Linked DNA regions of Sus scrofa: regions 1, 2, 3, 4 and 6 are each linked to region 5. The links are chromatin contacts, called in public Hi-C, HiChIP or PLAC-seq and promoter capture Hi-C maps. All regions are on one chromosome and are shown on one strand. The core of a region is the stretch at or near the end of the contact, and the rest is flanking DNA. Distances in the headings are between cores, read along the strand shown. Region 1 overlaps TTLL5 (tubulin polyglutamylase TTLL5). Region 2 overlaps TTLL5 (tubulin polyglutamylase TTLL5). Region 3 holds the start of FLVCR2 (feline leukemia virus subgroup C cellular receptor family member 2). Region 4 holds the start of TTLL5 (tubulin polyglutamylase TTLL5). Region 5 holds the start of IFT43 (intraflagellar transport protein 43 homolog). Region 6 holds the start of LOC100624918 (feline leukemia virus subgroup C receptor-related protein 2-like).

Region 1 (3,839 bases), core at 754-3,253, 290 kb after region 5:
AGTTCTGGAGGCTTGAGGTCCAAGACTAAGATGCAGGCAGATAGACAGCACCTTCTTACTGTGCCCTCACAGGGCAGAAAGGGTGAGAAATTTCTCCAGGGCTCTTTTATAAAAGGGCACTAATCATTCACGAGGGCTCCACCCTCATGACCTAATTACCTCTCAAAACGCCCACCTTCAGGGAGTTCCCGTCATGGCGCAGTGGTTAACGAATCCGACTAGGAACCATGAGGTTGCGGGTTCAATCCCTGCCCTTGCTCAGTGGGTTAACGATCCGGCGTTGCCGTGAGCTGTGGTGTAGGTTGCAGACACGGCTCGGATCCCTCGTTGCTGTGGCTCTGGCATAGGCCGGTGGCTACAGCTCCGATTGGACCCCTAGCCTGGGAACCTCCATATGCCGCAGGAGCGGCCCAAGAAATAGCAACAACAACAACAACAAAAAAAAAACAACTCCCACCTTCAAATAACACCACCTTGAGAGTTAGGATTTTAATATGTAAACCTGGGAGGTCACATTCAGATCACAGCACCACCATGCATCACAGACTTGTTGCCACTGAATAGTAAATGCCCTTTAGATGGTACATGTGAGCTCTGGTTCTCCAGTCTCCACCTAGCCAGCTGTTTAGTCAATGTCCTTGTGAACACTGAGGTTTGCGATTTGTGATTTAGATCTTCACATTTCATATTTCATCCTAGTTAGGTCTGAAAGCATCAACACAATTCTTTTATTAGAAACAACCTAAAAGTGGTAATTCTCTACTAGCTAGCCTAGGACCAAGTTTGCAAATACTTCTCCTAACACACATACTGAAATTTACATGAGGAATTGAGTCTTGAACCACCTCCTTAATGAAATCAAGCTTTAGGAAAAGCTCTCAAGACAGAATTTCATAGCCTTGACCTTTAAGCCTAAAAAGGGGGGGGGGGGCAGGGAGAGGGAGCAAGAGAGAGAAAGAAAAAAAAGGTGGGGGGGAACTCTACTTTTTTTGCCAAATCAGAAACTCTGGGTACTATTTCACAACCTACTGATGAGTAGAGAACTATACGTCCATTTTTTTTTTTTTTTTGGTACACACTAAAACATATTAGATTATCTTTATTCTAATAGACAATAAATTCTTTTTATTTTGCTTTTTAGGGCCACACCCATGGCACATGGAGGTTCCCAGGCTAGGGGTCAGTTAGGAACTACAGCTACAGGTCTATCCCACAGCCACAGTAACATGGGATCTGAGCCTCATCTGCAACCTATACCGCAGCTCATGGCAACGTCAGATCCTTAACCCACTGAGCGAGGCCCGGGATTGAACACGCATCCTCATGGATACTAGTCGGGTTCATAACCCACTGAGCCACAACAGGAACTCCTCTGACAATAAATTCTTAAATCAAAAGCTGTATTTTCTTTTTGCTTTCGAATGTTTCTCAATGAGAATGAAGACAATGGTAATAATTTGTCTAAAACTCTTGAGTGAGTGAGTGTGTGTGTGTGTGTGTGTGTGTGTGTGAAGGAAGGGTCTCGCTGTTAGACATACAGTAGGTACCTGACAGGCACTAAATGAAACCACACCTGAGTTGCTGGTTCAGGAGCTCTACTACATGGACCTCAAACGGGAAGGAAAACACAGTTAGTGGGGTCCTTTCACCTCTCCTTTGTTCTATGAACACGAGACCACAGTCAGTCCCTGAGAGTCTAGATGGAGGATAGTTAAACCACACATTTATTCTAACAAACATTCACTGCAAACACACAAAGTAAGGGGAGGGCAGCTCTGAGGAGACCCTGGCTGTGGCGGACACGTTATCTTTCAGCAGGTGTAGCCATTCAGAGCCACAAAGGCCTGGAGGATCAAGAGACAGCGCCTCAGGCAGCCGTGCCAGGAGCCACTGGGTTTCATCCTGCCCTGACCCAGAAAAATCTTATGGAAGAGAACAAGAGGCCCAAGAGCTCTCTGATCTGCTGTCAACCAGCTGCGGCCGGGAGACTGCCAAAGTGCTGCAGTGACGAGGCAGCGCCCTGCGGAGCCGTCTGGGAGGGGATTACCAGCCTGATCCCCTGGTCCTCAGAGCCAGAAATGACTCAAACTTCACAAACAGCAAGGGCCTGCCAGGGAGGGTGACAATGAGCGCTGGAGAGGGTTTTCTCCCCCTTGTCGGTGTCTCTCCCCTCCTCCTGCTGCTGTGGCAGATTCTGGACAGTGTGCAGCCCGTGAGGTAATCTGAATTCCTTGGCAACCGGCAAGTACCTGAATTCTTTCAAAACCACAGGAATCCAGCAGAGAAAAGGTAAATATCCCTGCGGAGCCAGTGTTAATTAGCAAGGAAGGCTACTGAAGAAGGAACTGGGGGCGGGGAGCAAGGGAGAGGCATTACAAATGCTTCGGGATCTTTTCTGAGTTTCCACTGAATAATATGGCTGAGGCCAAAGAGAGGCAGTCCCCGACCAGACCAACCGGGGCCTCCTCGGGCCTTCTCGGCATCCCCTTCTCCCACCTCCGCCGTGTGGGTGGAGCTCCCCCAGTTCCCTGGATGGGCTCTTTCATCCCCCCCACCCCACCCCAGTTGCTAGCGCTACCTAGCTTTGGGTCTCTGACAGCACATTTGGTTTTCAACTCAATTTTGTTTTAACTTTCTTTTTCAACTTTTTATTTTTCCTCTTTCAGCGAAAATTTGGCTGTTAGCTTTGTCTCAAAAAGGGCCTTCACAAATGGTTTAGACCACATACTGGATCCACCTAAAACTGTAAAATCCAGGACAAAGTCTTTCTGGATTCCACCTCTGAAAGGAAAAAGAGCCTGCACCATTTTGGTAGAGAACAGCACCCCTCTTTGGAAACCGGAGTGTCCCCTGCTGGTGCCAAACAACAACATACGAGGAAAGTCAAAAAGCAGGAAGGGGCAAAACACTGGACTCAAATACTACTGACACCATTTTTTAAAACGTCTCAATATTTTGTCCACATATAAGAAGAAGAGAGTTTTTCTACTTCCCATGTTAATAAGACAAGGACAACTGAAATTACTAGTCTAGAAAAAAAGCATTTAGGGTCTTTTGCTTTAGTAAATCTAAGAAGGTAAAGAATTTACACAAAATTCTTACTTCACAGAACCGTCTTATGAAATGAACTTAACCTTTCCGTCACCTAAGCATGACTTCTGAGGCCCCAAACAGAAATGATACGGGTTCTAAAAAAGGAGACCAATGACACTGCTGCCAGTTCTGTCTCTTTAGGAAAGATGATGGTTTTCCTTGTTGAGCCTCAAAGTAAAATGTTTGAGTGATCTCATCCCAAACTGATTATCTTCAGTAATGTCCATATAAAACACACGTGACCCAAGGTTACTAGAGACTGCAGATCTGGAGATGCTGTAGACTATTGTTGAGAGTAATGACACAATCGAGCGGATTCTGCGGATTAAAAAGAAGCAGAGGAACGCCAAGATACACAGCGGTTAAGACACAGCAACTTAGGCGCATGGAAGTTATTGCACAGAGCAATGCACCCTTGCAGGACTGGCTAATAGCCTGTCATAATGTATTATCCTCTTGTAAAGCTTTATTATTCACCTATGCTTTTAGGTAAAATGAGCCAAAGCCCTGAAAATTCATATTTTTTGGTTCAATTTAATCCAAGTTTTAAAAAAGCTGTTTTCCAAATTATTCTGAGAAAAAGCATCCACTAAAAAAAATTATGGACACATACTCAGTTCCTGCTGGAGGCATGAGAACAGAGTCACTCAATTCAGTGGGTTCTGACTTCCCACACACAGCCAATAGCCAGAGCACTTGCATGTCTGTAGTAAATTTTATAATAAATATTGGTATTGCAATCTGAA
Region 2 (3,440 bases), core at 364-2,863, 310 kb after region 5:
CTGAGGTCTATGGAATGATTGGCCAACAGGGACTTGCTGTATAGCATAAAGAACTCTATGCAATATTCTGCGATAATCTACGTGGGGAAAGCATCTAAAAGAGAATGGATGTCTGTGCACGTGTAACTGAATCACTTTGTTGTACAGCGAAATTATCACCACATTGTAAAGTGACTATATTTCAATAAACCTTTAAAAAAATGAAAGGAAAAAAAGAATTATTTCTGTCTCTCTCAACTAAAGACAGCCAGAGGACACAATTCTAACCAGTGAGAAGTAAAGAGAAATCTGCTGGGATTTGGGGGGAAGTTTGGCTTTTCTGATATTGGCGCCACCCTGTCTTCCCTATTGTTTCCTTCTTCCTGCTGAGAAAGTTGTCCACTGGGGGCAAGATTCTTTTTTAGGCTCTTTGGGGTCACAGGCCTCCAATTCCACTACACACTGGAACTAGCAACAATGGCACCAGGGGTCTAGCAAGATCTGGTCTATATATGCTAGGCCCCACACTCTAACTCCTGGGAATAGTCCAGAACTATCCAGGCTTTCACATACCTTGGGGCAGTGGTTGGTCTCTGGACTAGACCTCTGCAGAGATGGATTTCGGGTTTTCTCTCATTAGAACAAAAAGCTACAAATCCATGAGCTCCGCCTGGGCTGGTATCTCTAGTGTCTTCAGGCAATCCTCACATCTGCTCTTCACCAGGTCCCTTCCAACGGCCCTTCGCAGCCCAGTCCCATGCCCTTCTGCCCTCTCGAACACCCAAATCCATGCCCAGGACCCTCATTCCTGGTACTTGTCCTCAACCCTCCTCACCGACAAGGCTGGACATATGTAACTAAACCTACTCCCCCTGCTCTCCTCTCCATCTAAAATTTATCTGGGTGACCACTTAGCCTTCTTCCTGCCCTCCTTTTGGGGGAAAGAGATGCCCAGCTCCTTCCTAAAGCTCAGTCTTCTACTTGGGCGCTTGACTGAACCCTCTCCTGCCTCCCCTGGGACCTCATTCCCTTGGTCACATCTTCTGGCTATCTCTCCCTTCTGACTTCTCTTCTCTTCCTTTTTCTCTTCCTTGGCAATCACATCCCCCTCCATATCTACAACTTTAAGAGTCTATATCTCTGGAGTTCCTGTTGTGGCTCAGTGGGTTAAGAACAACCCGACACAGTCTCCATGAGGATGCAGGGTCCATCCCTGGCCTCACTCAGTGGGCTAAGGATCTGGCGTTGCTGCGAGTTGTGGTGTTGGTTGAAGATGTGGCTCATATTCAGTGTTGCTGTGGCTGTGGTGCGGCTCTAATTCGATCACTAGCCTGAAGAACTTCCATATGCCACAGGTATGGCTGTTTAAAAAAAAAAAAAAAAAAAAAAAGAATCTATATCTCCAGCCAGAACTCAAAACTGCCTTTACAGCTCCCTACAAAACATCATTACATGCAGAGTTCCATGGTGGCATAGCAGGTTGAGGATCTGGTGTTGTCACTGCTGCAGCTTGGGTTGCTGCTATGGCTTGGGTTTGATCCCTGCCCCGGTCCTTCTGCATGCCTCGGGCAAGGCCAAAAAACAAACAAACAGACAAAAAACACCGTCACTCCTCGGAATTTTGCAATCACCGCCAATCCACACCAGGTCCAAACTGTGACACTCCTCCTGGCAGTCCCACTCTTCCTCTGCGGTCCTGGTTATACTCCCCCAGTTAGGGACTTAACAAGATCCTCCCAGCTTCTGAGACTCGCGCCTTCAGATATCTTTGACCCCAGCCTCATGACTCACAGCCAGTTAGTAAACCGTGCTTATTCTACCACTCTCTCCACCGCCACCTTTCCACCCCAGCTCCTAGCTCAGTCTATCCACACCTCTTACTGGGATCATGAGCTTGCAAGTGACGACTGTGTTTCTTCCCCTTGCTCTCTCCGATTCATTTCATGCAGTTATTTTCCTAAAGGCCAGCCTGTTCCCGTCCCTTTCCTTCTCAAAAAAAATCTCCTGTCCACACTCCAGCAAGCACTGGAAGGTCAGGAACACAAGAGTCATGGAGAAAAGGTGGACAGCAAAGGAAAAGAAGAGAACCTAAAACAGACTCTATGAAGAAAAGGAATGTCTCTTTGAAAGAGGAAGTGGTAGGAACAGGAGGGTTTGTCCCCTAATATGTAAACTTAGCTGCTGGATTTCTTCCCGGTGGATTTAATGTCAAGGTCACGGACTCTGGACACTGGCAAAGAATGACCAGCATGCTGGCAGGATTGAAACTAAGAAGATTCTTCTTTATTACCATGTCTTCCCTGGTCCCTCTTTCCCACAGTAAGTCCCCCCTGTGGTCTTTGGGTGGCAATGGCAACATGGGATTTGTTTTGAGACGGAAGAACAACACTTGCCTGTAATAACCACCCTTGTGGCTAAATGTGGTGGCTGTGGGTTGCAGCTGTATTCAGTCTATGTGTTCTACTGGCTTTTTGAATTCATTTCTGTTAGAAAGTAGAACTCCTAAGAGTTTGAATAATATACTAAAGAAGCAATTCTTCTGAAAGTCAGGTCAGGCTTGAATGGATGGAAAAACTCTAACTCTATCTAATCTTCCAAATGAGCATCCCGCCCTCGATCTGCCTCCAAAGGGTAGGGAAGAGCTTCAGAATGAGAGAGAGTGGAGAGAGGAAGGGAATTTTCAACTTAATATCCCTCAATGTTTAAGAGGGAATTACTCTGGAGTTTGAGTTCTCATCAGGAGTTCAACAGTGGGAGGAGTTCATATCAACTAGCATTGCTGACATGCTAGTTGAAGCATTTTTATGCCATCATGTTTTTTATTTTTATTACATAACAATATGTCTCAACATAACTTGAAGTAGGAAATATTATTGGACATTATTAAGTACCTATCAGGCGCCTTCCAACTGCTTTCCCTATATTAACCTATTTAAACATCCCAACAACACTATAATGTCAGTACTAGTAACAGTCCCATTTTACAAAGGAGGGAGCTAAGGCACCGGAGGTTTCAGTAGCGTGGCTAAAGTCCCATCCCGAAAATCCCTAACTATAAATGTTCAGCTTTGAGTGCACTGCCCCTTTGAAGTTAACTTACTTCATTTAGTTAATCCTCTATTGTGAAATATTTCAGAGCCTTCTGTGGGCAAACACTGAACTGCCAACCCCACTGGTCCCAGCAAGGGCAACAAGTATTCTCAGATGGATGGCCTCACCCAGGTGGAAGTGGGAGGTCCTAGGGACTGACCCAGTGCTGCAGGCCCCAGAGGTGAGCACCCCACTGGGGGACCGGACCAGACTGCTGAGTCCAACAGGTCAAAAAAAATCAAAAGTCAACAGAAAACCTTCTCTTCCTATCTTCATGCTTCCTCTACGCATAAGATAGGAATAGTCTCTCTCGGACTTACTGAGAAGAAAACTGTCTGCCTGCCCTCTCCGTGTGCTGTGCCTGATCCTCC
Region 3 (3,551 bases), core at 366-2,865, 440 kb after region 5:
CACCCAGATCTACAACATGGCCACCTTTCTGAGTCATATCCATGTGGAAATGCAAAGAATCTGAGATTCTCCCTCCAAAAAGAAGACAAATGGTTAAGAAAGGAGCTTTCCAGGCCCTTCCAAACATTCTAGGCCTTGGAAATTCAGAGCAAGAATTCAACTCCATTCTGCTGCACTTGGCTCTAACCCCCAGGGAAGGAGTTGGCACAAAGCACTGCCCCCACCATCCTGGCTTCAGGTGTGTATAAAAGGTGAGAGCGGCGTCAAAGGTCAACCAGGGCCCGCTCTGCCTTTCCATGCAAGCAGGAGATCCTATGCTTCAGGAAACCTGGCGAAAGCCACCTGCCAACTTCTGATGACACAGAATAGTCTGACACCCCGGGACTGCTCCCTGAAAGAAGAGCTCTCCTGAAGGCACAGGTCCGGGCTGGTGAAGGAGGTTGAGGAAGGAGACCACAAACCAGTGTGTGTTCCCAAAGCACACTGGCTGCTGGGGAAGGAGAACATGCAGGTGACAGAAAAGGCCCCTCCTTTTGCTTCCCCACCACTCTGACACAGTCACCCAGTCACAATCACTCACTCACACTGTCACACCCAGCTACAGTCGCCCAGGGTCACAAACACCATTGACATCTGAAAACCACAGTCTCCACTCAGGCGGGCAGTTCGCTACCACCAACACGGCCAGTCCCACAGGGACGCCCATCCCCCCGGTCAACCACAAAGCCCCCTGCCCACCTGGTTGCCAAAGACAGCGATGGAGCAGGCCGTGGACACCTCATTAGCCCCGAACCACACGGAGGCGATGCGGGAGGGCATGCCCAGGATGAAGACCTGGGCTACGGAGCAGATGACCTGGCCCAGCACGGTGACCGGGAAGAGATGGGGCTTGAGGCTGCCCAGCTTCACCCAGGCCCCCAGGCAGTTGAGAGCAGAGCCGGTGAGGGCTATGGTGCGCAGCCCGAATTTCTCCAGGAGCCAGGCCACAGGCAGCAGCAGAGGATGTATGTCAGCATGTAGCACATGGAGAGCCAGTCGATGGCAAAGGCACTGACCCCGTAGAAGTTCATGAAGATGTTGTTGATGGAGCCATACTGGATCCACTGGAAGGCGTTGCACATGGAGTAGCAGCTAAACAGCAGGACCACTGCCCACCGGCGCTTGCTCACCTTGATCACGCTAAGGTCCTCAGGGCCGGAGCTACTGGGTTGGCCCGAGCTACTGGGTTGGACCAAGCCACTGGGTTGAGCCAAGGTACTGGGGTGGGCTGAACTACTGGGGTACACAGAGACACTGGGATGGATCGAGACGCTGGGATGCGCGGAGGTGCTAGCATGGGCTGAGAAGCTGGGGTGGGCGGAGATGCTGGGGTGGCCGGAGACGCTGGGTTGGGCAGCGAGGTTGGGGTTCTCCTGGAGTGCAGAAGTCTGCGACGGCGCGCCATCGAGCCCTTCGTGGCTAGGATCTTCATTCACCATGACCACAGCCTCTCCTGGCGTCCTAGACAAGTGCTGAGGACTCTAGACAACTTAAGAGACAGTGGCCTCGTCCGGTCACCTAGAGCTGACGTGGCACTTGCCCCAGCCCGCCCCAGAATAAACGGAGTTCCGAGCCTGTGTAAAAGCCGTCAGAGGGGCGCCTTCGCTCACCCCCAAGCTCTGCTCCCACGTTTCCTCGGCGTCGTCTGTCACTGACTGCGGTCCTGGCCGCCGGTGTCTTGAGTCCTCCCCAGGCGTCCTGCGGAGGTTCAACCTCTCCGTCCAGGAAACAGTTCTTCAGGCGCAGCCTCTTCGCCGGACTCGGTTCGCTCCCGGGCCGGCTCGGGGCCTCGCCCCCTCCGGCGCACGTGACCGCCCCGCCCCCGTCCCGCCGGGCTTCCCCCACCCCCCTACCCACCCCCCACCCCACCCGCAAAGCCTCCCGCCTTCTGCGGCAGCTGGCCGGGCGGTATAGTTGTTTCGCCACCGCTTGCGGGTGCATTCCTCCCCCACGCCCCGGGCACCATGGAAACCGCCCGGTTAACCCCCACCCGTGCACTGTCCCTCAAATTCATTTGTCCCCTCCCAGGCCGCTCCGCAAGAAAATGCCCATCGCCCTTCCGAGGTAATCCTGCAAATATAGAGTCTCCTCCCTGCGCACACGGATGCCCAGAGCCCTCAATCTGCTCTATGGGATCCAAGAGGGATTCCCAACTTTTTCCGACTTGGCTGGGCTCCCCAGCCCTTGCTAGACTTTGGGTATAAAGAGCGATGTGTGGATTTCCCGGGCTAGTTGCGCTCCCGGGTAAAGGCAAGTTGCGGAAACTCGCTTTGCTGCTAGCTTTCCCTGCGGACCGGGTCTTATATTGGGGAACTCAGATTTGAACCTGTTCCGCAGGCTCTTCATTTCTGGAGGATCCCTGGGCGACCTCCTGGGCGAAGACCTGTGGGTAGAAGGGCTGGGGAGCCGGAGACCTTGAAGACCATGGCAGTGGTGCGGTGAAATGCCTGGCACAGCACGGGTTCCGGGCTTAGGTTGTGGTCTCTGCACCCACGTAGCCCTAGGCTGCCACCTGCTGGTCCACAGCCCGCTGCGAAGAGTAATCTCTTATCAGGGGCTGCACGTCAGGCTTGCCCTCTTTTTATTTCAGACTGGGGAGGGATCAGAGCCCAGATCCTCTGTGGGTTCAAACACGCGATTAGCTACTCCTAGGTGTATTCTGTAAAATAAGATACTCCACCTCCCTGTGCCTCAGTTTCTTGGAAAATCTATAAAATGGGAGGATGAAATAATAGTACCGACCTCACAGTGTTGTTTTCAGGCTTGAATGAGTTAAGACTTGAAAGCACTTGGAAAATTCCTGGCAGATAGTAAGCATTCCAGGGGTGTCAGATATCCTGACAATTAAAAAGTGAATATTTGTATTGTGCTAAACATGTTTACTGTATTACTCACAAGAATTCGGTAATGTAAGTGCTTTTGCCTGCCCAAACTTTTTAGATGGGAAAACTGACTCTCATAGAGGTGAGATAAGTTTTTACTTAAGGTCGCAGCTGACCTAAAGAGGCATAATTCTCATGCAAGTCTGTTTTTTCAAGTTACAGTCTAGCTAGTCAAGCACAGTCTGGGGACTGCAGGGCAAGCATCCTCTGGGGCTTGTTACAGAGGCAGAAGCCCAGGCCCTCCCTGAACCTATGGAATTGGAGGCTGCATTTTAAAAGGCCTCCAGGAGATTCCTTTGTTTGCACATTAAAGAGCCACTGGGTGCCACAGCTTTCCTGTCTTTTTTTTCCACCCTGTGACCAAAAATGAAGAATTGAAAGTTCTGGGAGTTCCTGTTGTGGCACAGCAGAATTCAACTAGTATCCATGAGGATGCGGGTTCAGTCCCTGGCCTTGCTCAGTGGATTAAGAATCCGGCTTTGCCGTGAGCTGTCATAGACTCCGCTCAGATCCTGCGTTGCTGTTGAGGCAGAATATTAACTCAGGTAGTCAGTGTAGGAGCATGGGCTTGGATGCCTCCTTTGATATGGCCATTGATTAACATTTGTGGCTTAAGGGCTCCAGGGAGTA
Region 4 (3,947 bases), core at 433-2,932, 330 kb after region 5:
TTCCCATAAAAGCAAAAGGTCAAAAGCAGCCTTGCTTTCACTTACTCTTGGCTTATCACCTCCTCATCCTCTGAGGATGATGCCATTTCCTCCAGGTCCCGGGCCATCACGACTGGCATTTCCTTTAGAGTTTGTCATGCAGTCAGCAGATGGGGGCCTCAGAGACCTTTCCTTGCAGATTCACCAGATCAAACAATTGGGGTGGCACAGATTCCTGCAAAAAAAGCCAAATGTTCTCAAACACAATGCAGTTGTCTTTTTATTATTAATCATTGCTGATTATCTTCCCAGCAGTGAAAATGAATACTTACCTAAATAGGGCCCAATCTCTAGAAGCTTACCTTCTTTCACAGAGCCTCACATATGCCGCACAAATCAAGATTTTTTTTCAAACATACTGTCTGTCCTCTATGTATCTGAAGAGCTGCTATTAAGTTTGAGTTTCTCACTTTTATTTTACACACTAAATCTAACGTGCACCAAAAGGATAGACTTACTTTACTTTTAGTTAAGTCTGAGGTAGGTGGCTGATAGCCTAAAAACATAGATTCCTTGCTAGAAAAACCTAACCTGGGTTAAAAATAAAAAGGCAAGTTTTAAGATCCTTGCAAATTATTTCCTTAGGCTCCATGACAAGTACAGGTAAAACAGCCTCATGTTTCTGCTAAAACAAATTCAATAGCTAAACCAAAGAATGAATACATTCTGCTCAATCAAGGTCATAAACAGCTGAGGAAAAAAAGAAAAAAAAAACTATCCTTCCAAACACTATCAAAAATTATTCTCCCTTACTAAAAATCACAAATTATGGTCTGAATATCAAACAGACATTAAAATCAGTATATTCCTAACTTAAAATATTTTAAATGGGGAAAAGACACACGTTCACTGTGTGTTTGAGAATGTAATAAAATTACAGATAAAGAAAATGAAAATGTTTGAATGGCCATAATCCCATTACTCAAGGAAAACCATTTAATATCAATCTTTCCAAACGTTATTTTCCTATGCATTAATATATGTGATAAGAACGTAAACAGGGCAAAAAATGCCAATCCCGACAATGATCCCTACACATCTTCAGCGAAATGGGCAATGTCTAACAACCTCAAAGGCGTTCTTCCGAGAATCCCCAACAGGATTTCTCAGTATTTCTCTAAATACTGGTAAGTCCCTTAAATTAAAACAAAACAAACTAGACCTCCAAGCGTGGAAGGGATGCCGACCTGTCCTAGGCTGCCAGGAGAGCAGGGAGAGACAGGGCAATCTGAAGAAGATTAAGGACACTCGCCTAAGGAGCGTCCTCGCCCGAAAGGGATCAGCCCCTCAGCCCCTCCTCCGACTCACCCCAATCCCAGATAGGTCCTCAGGCGCTCCCACACGGGAAGGACGCAGGCTACTCCGCCGCAGGGATTCAGCCCAGCGCGCCCGGAAGCCAACAGCTGCTCCCGGACTCTGCGAGGGAAGTGCAGCCGACCTGCGCCCGCCCAGACCCGGGAGTGCACCTCCCTCCGGCAGGGGAGTGCGCTGGCGCAGACATTTACCTGTTTCATCTTCCCATGGCTCGGGGCGGGCAGGCTGGGACAGCGCTCTGCGCCTGCCACCCTCCTTCTTCCCCAGCCGGGCTCAAGGCAGCCGCCGACAGCAGCTTCCCCGGTTACTACAACAACCAACCAGCAACCGCCCGCTCGGAGCCACTGCGCAGGCGCCCGCTACCCGGCGCGGACAGCCCTCGGCTTCGGGCGCGGGCAATTGTCGTCACTACTGTACAGCGCAAGCGCAGAGCCTTGATCGCCGCAGAGGACTTCTTTTTTCCGCTCTTTTTCCCTCCGCCCCTAAAGGATTGACTCAGAACCCGGGGCTCTTTCGCCACGCTCAATAGGATGGTTCACTGCTTCAGCAGCATAACCGGGGGTGAGGCTTGGGCAGCGACAACCGCTGATTGGCAGTAAAGAGGATCACGCCCCATCTCCTGCTAGAGCAGAACCAGAACAGCCAATCAGAGCAAGTACTGATGGAAACGACCCAATCCTGGAGCCGGGCTGAAGGTGGGGGCGGGGACAAGTGGCTCCGGTGGAATCGGTGTTGGAGCTGCCCTGGGGAATATCCTTTGCTGCTGCTGCTGCTGCTGCTGCTGCTGCAGCTGCAGTACTAGGGCCACATTTCTCCAGGTAAGGTGAATGTGGGGGAGGAGAGGTAGACATCTTTGTGGCATCTGAGAGGATCCGTAGAGTCCGGAAAAATGGGAGTGGGATAGAAGGAATACACCTGGGAGGCAATCTTCTGGGGGGAAAGAGGTTTCAGAGACCAAGAAAAGAGGGAGTTGGAAAGATGAAGTCTTGGTAGGTACAGAAGGCATGAGTGGATGAACCATTGAACGGCCACTATGAGCCTAGCACAGCGCAGGGAACCTTTACTTTCTCATGTAATTGTTGTGATAACCTTGGACGTAGGTATTTTTAATCTCCATTTTGCAGGTGAGGAAACCTAGGCTGTAAAGTGTAAATTACTTGCCCACGGTCACACAGCTGCTAAATGGTAGGGCCAGGAAAGGAACCTTTCACTCCCGACTCTGGTAAACACCACACTTTTGCTGGTCTGCACCAGGGCAAAATTTAAGAACAGATGCTGGATACTCTAGGAGGCCTCAAAAGCTTTAGGGAACTCGTGCTGAGCGGTTGGAAGAGCACTTCAGAAGAGTATTTGGGTCCTGCCTTCATCAGGTATCTGCTGGGGTTTCTAAGAGCTTCTGTGAAATGGGCATAAGTTGTGGCAAAGAGGCGGGCCATCCACACAACTTTTCTGACCCTGAGAGGAGAGAACCTGAGTCTCCTGTTGAAGGGGAGGTGGTGGTGCATATTTTTTCCCATGCTGTAACTACATGTGATTCCAGGAGAGCCCCATTCTCTCTGGACTTCGACAGAGTCCACTTTGGGGACCTATTTTCACCTAGCGATTCGTCCATTGACCCTTTCTTCTTTAGAGCTCTTAGATTGTTTTTTGGTCTTTCCCAGTGTCTTGAGCCATTGCTGACTTTAATATCTGTCTCAGCTGGGTAGTATAGGACCATTCTGAAAAGTCCACTACCAAAGTGACAGAGGAAGCCTGATTGTTTATCACCACTTCAGGCCCAAGAAGTTAACCTGACAACAAATAAACCATGGGCCAAGAAAACATAACAAAGATGGGAAGAAGTAATTCCATTATTAGATTTTTTTTTTAATCTACATGCATTTTATTTAAACCAAGCTGATTGAAATCAGTGCTCAGCAAGGGTTGATCTAAGGTTTGGGGATTTTTAAAAACAAAAGTACATAACCTGATGGTATTTTCTATACAGCTTGAAAACAGAAGTGGCTTTGATATGCTTGTCTTCCTCAAAAATGGGAACTCCATCCAAATATTCTTGGTGAGGCAGTCTTGTGACATAGAGACCAACAGACTGTGCTTCATATCTCAGCTCCCCCATCTCTTAGTTATGTAACCTCATCAAGTCACCTGTGTTTGAGCCACTTACATTGCAAAGGAATGACATGAAACATCAGGCTGGAAGTAAAGATCCCGGGGCACTGGTTCCAGCCAATAGAAGAGAGTTTTGATTTAGGCTAATATTTTGGAGAAGTTGCTGGGACAAAAATAAGCACTATGCCACTAATTGCAAAGTACACTATTGATCCATCACTATTAGTACAAGTAAATACTGAGACCAATTTCTGTAAGTCGTACACGGAAGTCCATTTTATTATCGTAATATCTGTACACTTCCCTTTCTCCTGTTCCCTTTCTTCTCTCCACTCTTTCCAATGGTTTGTCATTTCCACCCACTGCATTATTTAGCCTTTTTCACTCTGGGTAAAGGTCAGCCCACTTTGAATTTAATAAGGTAGATTTTTTTTTTTTTTTTTTTTTTTTTTTTTTTGCTTTTTAGGGCCGCACCCGTGGCATAT
Region 5 (3,529 bases), core at 897-3,396:
TTGGTATTGGGGAACCCCAGCTTGGACCCCCAGATGGGCTTATCGCCCTGAAATTTGCAACCTACCCCACAGCTTCAGCAATGCTGGATCCTTAACCCACCATGCCGGCCAGGGATGGAACCGAGCCTCAGGAGTGACCTGGGCCGTGCGGAGACAGCAATGGATCCTTAACCTGCTGTGCCACCATGGGAACTCCTGAATTTTTCCATTTCTTGTGAGCTCTATTAAACAATAATCAGTATCAGGGCTGCAAAGAACAAAGAGCTTTATTGGAGGGCTATCTTAAGAATTGTTGGGAGACAGATTCTGGTAAAATCAAGAGTGTTCCAGGGAAAAGAAAGAGTCAGGGGCTTACAAAAGGCAAAAGTCATGAGGCTGTTCTCTGCTACTACGAGAAAGGAAATGTTTGTCCTTAAGGAATCACGAGTTACTTCCGAGTAAGGGTCTGATAAGTAGATAGGCTGTCACGAGTTATTGTAAGGTAGGGGTCTGATAAGTATCTTGAGTTTCTGGCAGATCTTCTGGATGCCTTCATTAGGACAATAAGTGGTCAAAAGGTCAGATTTTATCCAGGCTGAGACTTACATAATTCACACTCCCCCAGTGACCTTTTAGTTCCATTGTAGAGAGCTTTCTTAGCAAGAGCGACTCTATTTCTTTCTTTCTTTCTTTTCTTTACTTTTTTTTTTTCTTTTTATTTGCATTTTAGGACTGCACCTGAAGCATATGGAATTTCCCAGGCTAGGGGTTGAATTTGAGCTGTAGCTGCCAGCCTACACCACAGCCACAGCAACACGGGACCCAGGCTGCATCTGCAACCTACACCACAGCTCAGGGCAATGCCAGATCCCCGACCCACAGAACCAGGCCAGGATCGAACCTGCATCCTCATGGATACTAGTTGGATTCATTTTTACTGCACCCCAACGGGAACGCCTGAGACTCCATTTCTATCTTCTTCCACAGCTGCACCATCACCACCTTGGGGCCACTTTCCAAGCCTTCACTCCTACTTCTTCCCTGACTTCCTGAAAGCAAGAGGTGCTCACTGTGTGCAGAAAGAGGCCCTGGAGTAGTGTCTTCCAAACCTTGCACTGACTCACCTGCAAAGTTTGCTAAAAACAGATGTGAACTCTGATTTGCTAGAAGTGGAGCCCAGGCGGGTATAACTTCAACAATTTTCCCTCCTGTTTTGCAAGTATTTATTTAAAGGCCTCCACAAGGCCTTCTCAGATTTTAAACTGCAACATTTCCCCAACCTAGGCACTTCCTCTCCTCCTTCCCTGCTTTATTCTCCACCATGGCATGGACCTTTTACCATTATTACACTGCTTACACATTTATTTCATTTATTGCCTTCCCATTGCCCCACCTCCACCTCGAGAATATAAAGTCCATAAGGGAATGGCTTTGTTTCATTCACTGCTGCATCCACCGAGCCAGGAACAGGGCCTGGCATATAGTAGATATCAAAATATTTCTCAAATGAGAGCTGAATTCCAGAGGCAGTATAGCATAGAGTAGTTAAGTGCATAGATTAACTGGCCACAGATTTCCTGGGTCCACATCTCAGTGTTGACGCTCACTAACTATATGACCTAAAGTCATTCAAAATAATTTACTCTAGAAAAAAAAGTTGTTTTAATTTTTTAAAGTTTTATTGAAGTACAGTTGATTTACAATGCGATCATTTCTGCTGTAAAAAGCAAGTTACTTTAAGCTTTCTGCATCTAGGAATATTTCCCAAACCTGAAAGCCCTTGTTAAATATTACCACCACCACTCACCAGCGGTGTACGCTCGAAAATCGGTCCGTGCCTCCGTTTCCTCAGCTTAAATTGATCAGCCACTGCCCTGGGGAGGCTGAGAGCATCCCTTCAGTTAGCGGCCTAGGAACCAGGAGCAGAACAGGCCCTCGCAGGAAGGGTCAGGAAGGCTGGGGCGAGGCGGGATGGGGTGGCGGCGGGCAGCAGCACTGATTCCCAGGAAAGTGATCAATTCAGAGACATTCCTGAGTTGGCGGGGCGGGGGCAGGCGTTGTGGCTTGCCCTCCCTACGTTTTTGATGGGAAAAGACCTAGAAGCTTAGGCTGAGAAAAGGAACGAAAGTGGAGAGAAAACCTCCCCTCACCCATCTGGGAAATGGGCTCGGGCCAACTGCTGACTTTGCGCTCGCTGGCGCAGCTCCCCGCGGAACCCTCGGCGGGGAGGGAGGCCAGCAACATCTGGAGGACATTTCTGCGAGAGCCGCTGCAGAAGGGGCTCCGGGAAGGGAGAGGTGCACTTGTACGCACCTCGGGCCGGGAGGGAGCCTGTTCCCCAGGGCACCTGATCTTGTTTTCTGCACCCTCCTTCGCGGCCCCATCTCCCCAGGCCCCCAGCCTTACCCCCAAACCCTCCCGACCCCGGGGGAGCCCCCGTCACTGGCGGCCTCGCCTCGCCAGAGGGCACCCTCGATCTGCCGGAAAACGCCACCATTTTTCAATGCCCCTGGAGCGTCGCCAAGCTTCCGCGAGCCACCCGACTCCAATCTTGTCAATGAAGAATCGGGGCCAGCATCGCCGCGGAGCTGAACCCAACTCCAACCCCGCTCCCAGGCCGGGCGTCACCCCCACCGAGGGTGGGCACGGCCGCCCCTCCCACGCCCCGCGCCCCTCTCCCCCCGCCCCGTCCCTGCCTACGTCCCGCCAGGCCGGGGGGCGGCCGGGGACGCGGGGCCTGGGAGGGATCGAGAGACCGGCCGAGGAGGGGACGGACTGACAGCTGGCGAGAGGGCGAAGGAGTCGGGGGGGAGAAGGAGGGAGGGGATTCATCGGAGTAACTTTCCAGAAAAACAGTCAACGTGTAGCAGGAGTGACTCCAAGAGGGGAAAAAAAGTTCAGTTACCACGTCGATCGAGAGGACTCGCAAAGTATTTTTCAAACGGGCTCGGCTTTTCCTGTGCCTGTTTAAAACATTAAAATCGTGCAGCAAAAGAGGCTGCGTGAACTGGTCCCTCCCCCCCAATCCCCCACCTCCTTTGCCCCCCCCCCCGCCCCCGGGCCAGAAACGTCATGGGAGGGAGGTATAAAATTTCAGCAGAGAGAAATAGAGAAAGCAGTGTGTGTGCATGTGAGTGTGTGAGAGAGAGGGAGAGGGAGAGGGAAGCTAGAGGGAGAGAAAGGGAGGGAACCAGAAAGCCAAGTCCAAGGGAATGAGCAAGAGAGGAGGCGAGAGATAGGGGAAGAAGCATGAGAAAGAAGGAGTAACAGCTTTCCGGAGGAGGCATGCAGTGAACCAACCGGCTTCTGTTTTATTCTTCTTTTCCTTTTTATTTTTATTTTTTAAGAAGCAGGGACCAGAAGCAATGGCCGAGGGAGAAGACAAGCCGAGGTGCTGGTGACCTGGGCGTCCAAGTGGATTATTGGGGCTACTCTCCAGGGGCTGTCCCCTTGCATTCCAATTGCACATAAGCCCGCATCCCAGCCAATGAAGATGAGAGGCAGCATGAACAAAGTCATTTAGAAAGCCCCCGAGGAAGTGTAAACAAAA
Region 6 (3,682 bases), core at 520-3,019, 370 kb after region 5:
TACAAGGATCTGGAGCTGGGCACATGATAATTTGAAATTTCAAATCTGGCTGAGTAAGAGGTCCCTCTCCAGATTGCTCTTTCCTGTCCTCAGCCCTTTCCAGGGACACCAACTTCTCTGTGCAAGAGATCCTGTGAGCTTGAAAACCATCAGGCCGCCCTCCCTCAGCTGACGCTGGGGAGGGGATGACACCGTGAGGACGGCTGGATGATGCACATGATTATAAAACTGCTGAGCTATGGAGTGAAGCCGGCAGGAAGGAATGAACCCTTTAACGTGAGAAGTGGGTCTGTCAGGCTTAGGAAGACAGCTGGTTGGTTAACCTTAAAGATGGACCAATCACTGAAAAGGAGAAGCTCTAAACATTCTGAGTTTATCACAGCCCATGATACATCACTCAGATGATAAAAGAGGATATAAATTCACCAACTATCTCAATGATTTAATATATACACATTAAAGTTAACAGGTTATCTGAGGTTTGTGGTTGGGATTAACCAGTTAATTACAAGGCTAAGTTAATGGTCATTCTATTCTTTACGCTTTTTTGTATTTTCTAGATTTTTTTCCATAATCAGCATATATCATATACTTTTTTTTTTGGTCTTTTTGTTGAGGGCCGCACCCTCAGAATATGGAAGTTCCCAGGCGAGAGGTCGAATGGGAGCTACAGCTGCCGGCCTATACTACAGCCACAGCATGACAGAACATTAAGCCACTGAGCGAGGCCAGGAATCGAACCTGTGTCCTCATGGATACTAGTCAGATTTGTTTCTGCAAAGCCACAATGGGAACTCCCTATGATATACATTTTTAAAAAGCATTTTAATAATGTGGGCCTCAGGTATTCTCAGGTGAATGTGTGAGAGTATTAGTGTTTGGGGGTCAATCCTGTGTTGTTTTCTTTTGCCCCAGAAATTTAGAGTACAGAGCAAGACAAATTTAGGCTCACCACCAATCTCTGCCACTTACTATCTAATCTTGTATAATTTCTTTAACTCTCCTCATGGCTCAGGTTCCTCTTTGTTAAGTGAGACTGATAATGGTACCTTGTCTACAGGGCTGTGGAGGAGTCAGTGAGGTCAGACACACTCAGCACAGGGCCTGTGATATCACATGGGCTCAGGGAGATCAGCAGGCTGCCCATCAATTCTAAGGAGGTCACACTGGGGAGCTGGTGAATTACAACTAACCTTTACTGAGCAGCTAACAAAGTACTTCAGATCAGCTAGCATCTTATCCACAGCAACTACTCAGGCTAAAACACTTGAAGACCCTTGAAGCCTGGCCTCCAGTGTACACAGATTATATTTTATGGAATCCATGGTACCTACATTGGTGTCTAGGGCCATGTTCACAAGGTCTTCACCCAAGTCAGCAGGGGCCCCTGCCTCCCTGCCCCCCTACTAAGTCTACTAATGACCTTACCAATCATGACAAGGATGAAAAGCAGAGTGGCCACCCCTGCAGTCATGTAAGACATGATGCTGATGAGGTAGGCCAGCTCAGCCTGGTTGTCGATGTCAGGCACCAAGACAGGAGGGACCAAGAATCCAACGGCAATTCCAAGCTACAGAAGACAGAGATACTCAATGACAGATCCAATGGCCAAGAGGTGACAGCACACATTTAAAAGACCCCTAGTAAGAAACCAGTTATGGTTACCCCAACTTCCAGTCCTTCTTAAAACACAAACAGTGATGGTTTCCCCCCTCAAGACACCAGAGACCTACCTTTCTCTCTTTCTTTCCTTTTCTTTTCTTTCTTTCTCTCTTTATTTCCTTTTCTTTCTTTCTTTTTCTTTCTTTCTTTCTTTCTTTCTTTCTTTCTTTCTTTCTTTCTTTCCTTTCTTTCTTTCCTTCTTTCTCTTTCTTTCTTTCTTTCTTTCTTTCTTTCTCTCCTTCCTTCCATATCTCTCCTTGTTTTCTTTTTCCTTTTTTTTGTCTTTTTAGAGCTGGACCCACAGCATATGGAAGTGCCCAGGCTAGGGTCTAATCGGACCTGTTGCTGCCAGCCTACACCACAGCCACAGCAACGTGGGATCCAACCCGAGTCTGCAACCTCCATCACAGCTCTTGGCAACGCTGGATCCTTAACCCACTGAGTGAGGCCAGGGATCAAACCCCTATCCTCATAGATACTAGTTGGGCTTGTCTCTACTGAGCCATGACAGGAACCCCCAGAGACCTTTCTTTTGATTGACAGCTCAACTCACACACATCTGACCCCCCTCACCATTAATACCTATTGAAAATGATTATAGTTGGGACTCTCAATGCAGCCTGGCTCTTCTCTAGTGCAAACCATGAAATAATGGTTACTATACTCCAATCGTTATGGTAGAGTCAAACCATGTTGATTCTCCTTTTTGTGCCACTTAAATTCTTAATTTCCTAGAATCTATTAACCTAGAGCTGAGTGGCCAGCTGAGGGAAAAGTTCTGTACTACAGCCCCAAGAACTTGCATTCAGTGAGAGGTAGAACCCTCAGGTTGTTACCACATTTCCAAACACAAAAGCTTAAGTACATTGTATAAGCAACCCAGTAATTTATAAAGGATCTGTAGTGTGAAGTCACATGCAACTGTTCGAATTAATGCACAGAGGACATGAGCACTGGCAATCTGACTCTAAACAACTGAGGCACAAACACACACACACATTCACACACACGTGCCCAACAACAAATTGAAACATTTCATATCAGTTCAAACTCCAGTGACCTGATAGATAATGTGCCTTGGATGATCCTCAGGGCGGAAACGCTTCGATTCAGGAGTGACTAGCTCCAGGAGTTCCCGTCGTGGCTCAGTGGTTAACCAATCCGACTAGGAACCATGAGGTTGGGGGTTCGATCCCTGGCCTTGCTCAGTGGGTTAAGGATCCGGTGTTGCCGTGATGTAGGTTGCAGACGAATTCGGATCCCGCATTGATGTGGCTCTGGCGTAGGTCGGTGGCTACAGCTCTGATTCGACCCCTAGCCTGGGAACCTCCATATGCCGCAGGAGCGGCCCAAGAAATAGCAAAAAGACAAAAAAAAAAAAAAAAAAAAAAAAAAGGCAGTAACTAGCTCTGATACAATGCCCCAAACCCTTCTGCTGCACAAAAGACCAAGGCAGAAACTGGAAAATAGCTTCAGAACTCAGCCAAGCCTCAAATCCTAAGACTGAGAGAAGCCGAGTCGTTTGTCTAAGGTCTCACTTCTCTTTTATTGAACTTGAAAGCACCTGCAGGTAGAGAAGCACTTTGCTTTCACACCAACTGTATCACCATCAGCTGCCCACCTGCCAATCACCCTGAGTGGTGTTCTAGCCAGCGAGTTACAGCCACTTGGGATGGTCATTAGCGGTCCTCAGCTCCGGAATAGTCTCAACAGTCATCATCAGTAGGCTCAGGGTAGGGTTCTTCCAATGTACACAGTAGACAACCAATACATCAAGCAGATCTTTAGTGGACCTACTACGTGAAATCTGCTAGATTGCCCAGGAGTATGCAGAGAGCATACGGCACAGTTCTGGCCTACATGGAGCTGTATAATCTAGCGGAGGGCAGGGGATTGAAACAAAAATACAAAAGATAACAAAACTGCCTCATTCCTTCTTCCTGGGCACAGTCACCAAATTAATGTGGCATATTTCTCAGGTTTCACAACTCGGAGGATACTGCTCCCGGGTAGAAAATGT

Evidence for each region. Promoter capture Hi-C pulls out the DNA fragments that hold promoters and counts their contacts. Hi-C and Micro-C count contacts between places; a contact is called where the count stands out from the background. HiChIP or PLAC-seq counts read pairs in DNA pulled down with a chosen protein or histone mark.
Region 1: a Hi-C map of embryonic fibroblasts shows a contact between it and region 5, with 6 times the contacts expected there. The contact joins the enhancer-like site here to the promoter of IFT43 in region 5. A contact is called at or near these places in 5 of 5 promoter capture datasets (fetal liver, fetal skeletal muscle, liver and 1 more), 25 of 47 Hi-C or Micro-C datasets (adipose tissue, alveolar macrophages, brain and 15 more) and 2 of 2 datasets of contacts at active chromatin or transcription factors (alveolar macrophages and skeletal muscle).
Region 2: a contact with region 5 is called in a promoter capture Hi-C map of liver, with 2.9 times the contacts expected there. The contact joins the enhancer-like site here to the promoter of IFT43 in region 5. A contact is called at or near these places in 3 of 5 promoter capture datasets (liver and skeletal muscle), 6 of 47 Hi-C or Micro-C datasets (alveolar macrophages, embryonic fibroblasts, mesenchymal stem cells and 3 more) and 1 of 2 datasets of contacts at active chromatin or transcription factors (alveolar macrophages).
Region 3: a contact with region 5 is called in a Hi-C map of alveolar macrophages, with 4 times the contacts expected there. The contact joins the promoter of FLVCR2 here to the promoter of IFT43 in region 5. A contact is called at or near these places in 2 of 5 promoter capture datasets (fetal liver and fetal skeletal muscle), 6 of 47 Hi-C or Micro-C datasets (alveolar macrophages, embryonic fibroblasts, fetal skeletal muscle and 3 more) and 1 of 2 datasets of contacts at active chromatin or transcription factors (alveolar macrophages).
Region 4: an H3K27ac HiChIP or PLAC-seq map of alveolar macrophages shows a contact between it and region 5. The contact joins the promoter of TTLL5 here to the promoter of IFT43 in region 5. A contact is called at or near these places in 1 of 5 promoter capture datasets (fetal liver), 4 of 47 Hi-C or Micro-C datasets (embryonic fibroblasts, heart right ventricle, liver and 1 more) and 1 of 2 datasets of contacts at active chromatin or transcription factors (alveolar macrophages).
Region 6: a contact with region 5 is called in an H3K27ac HiChIP or PLAC-seq map of alveolar macrophages. The contact joins the promoter of LOC100624918 here to the promoter of IFT43 in region 5. A contact is called at or near these places in 2 of 5 promoter capture datasets (fetal liver and liver), 1 of 47 Hi-C or Micro-C datasets (embryonic fibroblasts) and 1 of 2 datasets of contacts at active chromatin or transcription factors (alveolar macrophages).

Annotation. Positions count from the first base shown.
Region 1 is chr7:98,863,170-98,867,008 of Sscrofa11.1, reverse strand. All of the region lies in intron 9 of TTLL5 (tubulin polyglutamylase TTLL5), which reads right to left. Among named protein-coding and RNA genes, the nearest start is that of TTLL5, 43 kb to the right of the region's middle. Within about 2 kb of position 2,003, at least 59 of the 83 cell types and tissues checked have an H3K27ac peak or open chromatin away from gene starts, as enhancers often do. A contact at or near this core is called in adipose tissue, brain, embryonic fibroblasts and 8 more, where this site is marked.
Region 2 is chr7:98,845,709-98,849,148 of Sscrofa11.1, reverse strand. All of the region lies in intron 6 of TTLL5 (tubulin polyglutamylase TTLL5), which reads right to left. Among named protein-coding and RNA genes, the nearest start is that of TTLL5, 25 kb to the right of the region's middle. Within about 2 kb of position 1,613, at least 2 of the 83 cell types and tissues checked have an H3K27ac peak or open chromatin away from gene starts, as enhancers often do. A contact at or near this core is called in liver, where this site is marked.
Region 3 is chr7:98,716,383-98,719,933 of Sscrofa11.1, reverse strand. FLVCR2 (feline leukemia virus subgroup C cellular receptor family member 2) reads right to left here and starts at 1,615. Exons shown (of 11, transcript NM_001142840.1): 1 at 1,003-1,615; 2 at 739-1,000. The coding sequence starts at 1,478.
Region 4 is chr7:98,820,073-98,824,019 of Sscrofa11.1, reverse strand. It overlaps TTLL5 (tubulin polyglutamylase TTLL5), which reads right to left and starts at 1,682. Exons shown (of 32, transcript XM_021099539.1): 1 at 1,545-1,682; 2 at 46-214. The coding sequence starts at 119. It also overlaps a transcript of C7H14orf1 not described here.
Region 5 is chr7:99,154,506-99,158,034 of Sscrofa11.1, reverse strand. IFT43 (intraflagellar transport protein 43 homolog) reads right to left here and starts at 2,146. Exons shown (of 9, transcript XM_013978326.2): 1 at 1,787-2,146. It also overlaps a transcript of TGFB3 not described here.
Region 6 is chr7:98,788,755-98,792,436 of Sscrofa11.1, reverse strand. LOC100624918 (feline leukemia virus subgroup C receptor-related protein 2-like) reads right to left here and starts at 1,769. Exons shown (of 6, transcript XR_002346017.1): 1 at 1,429-1,769.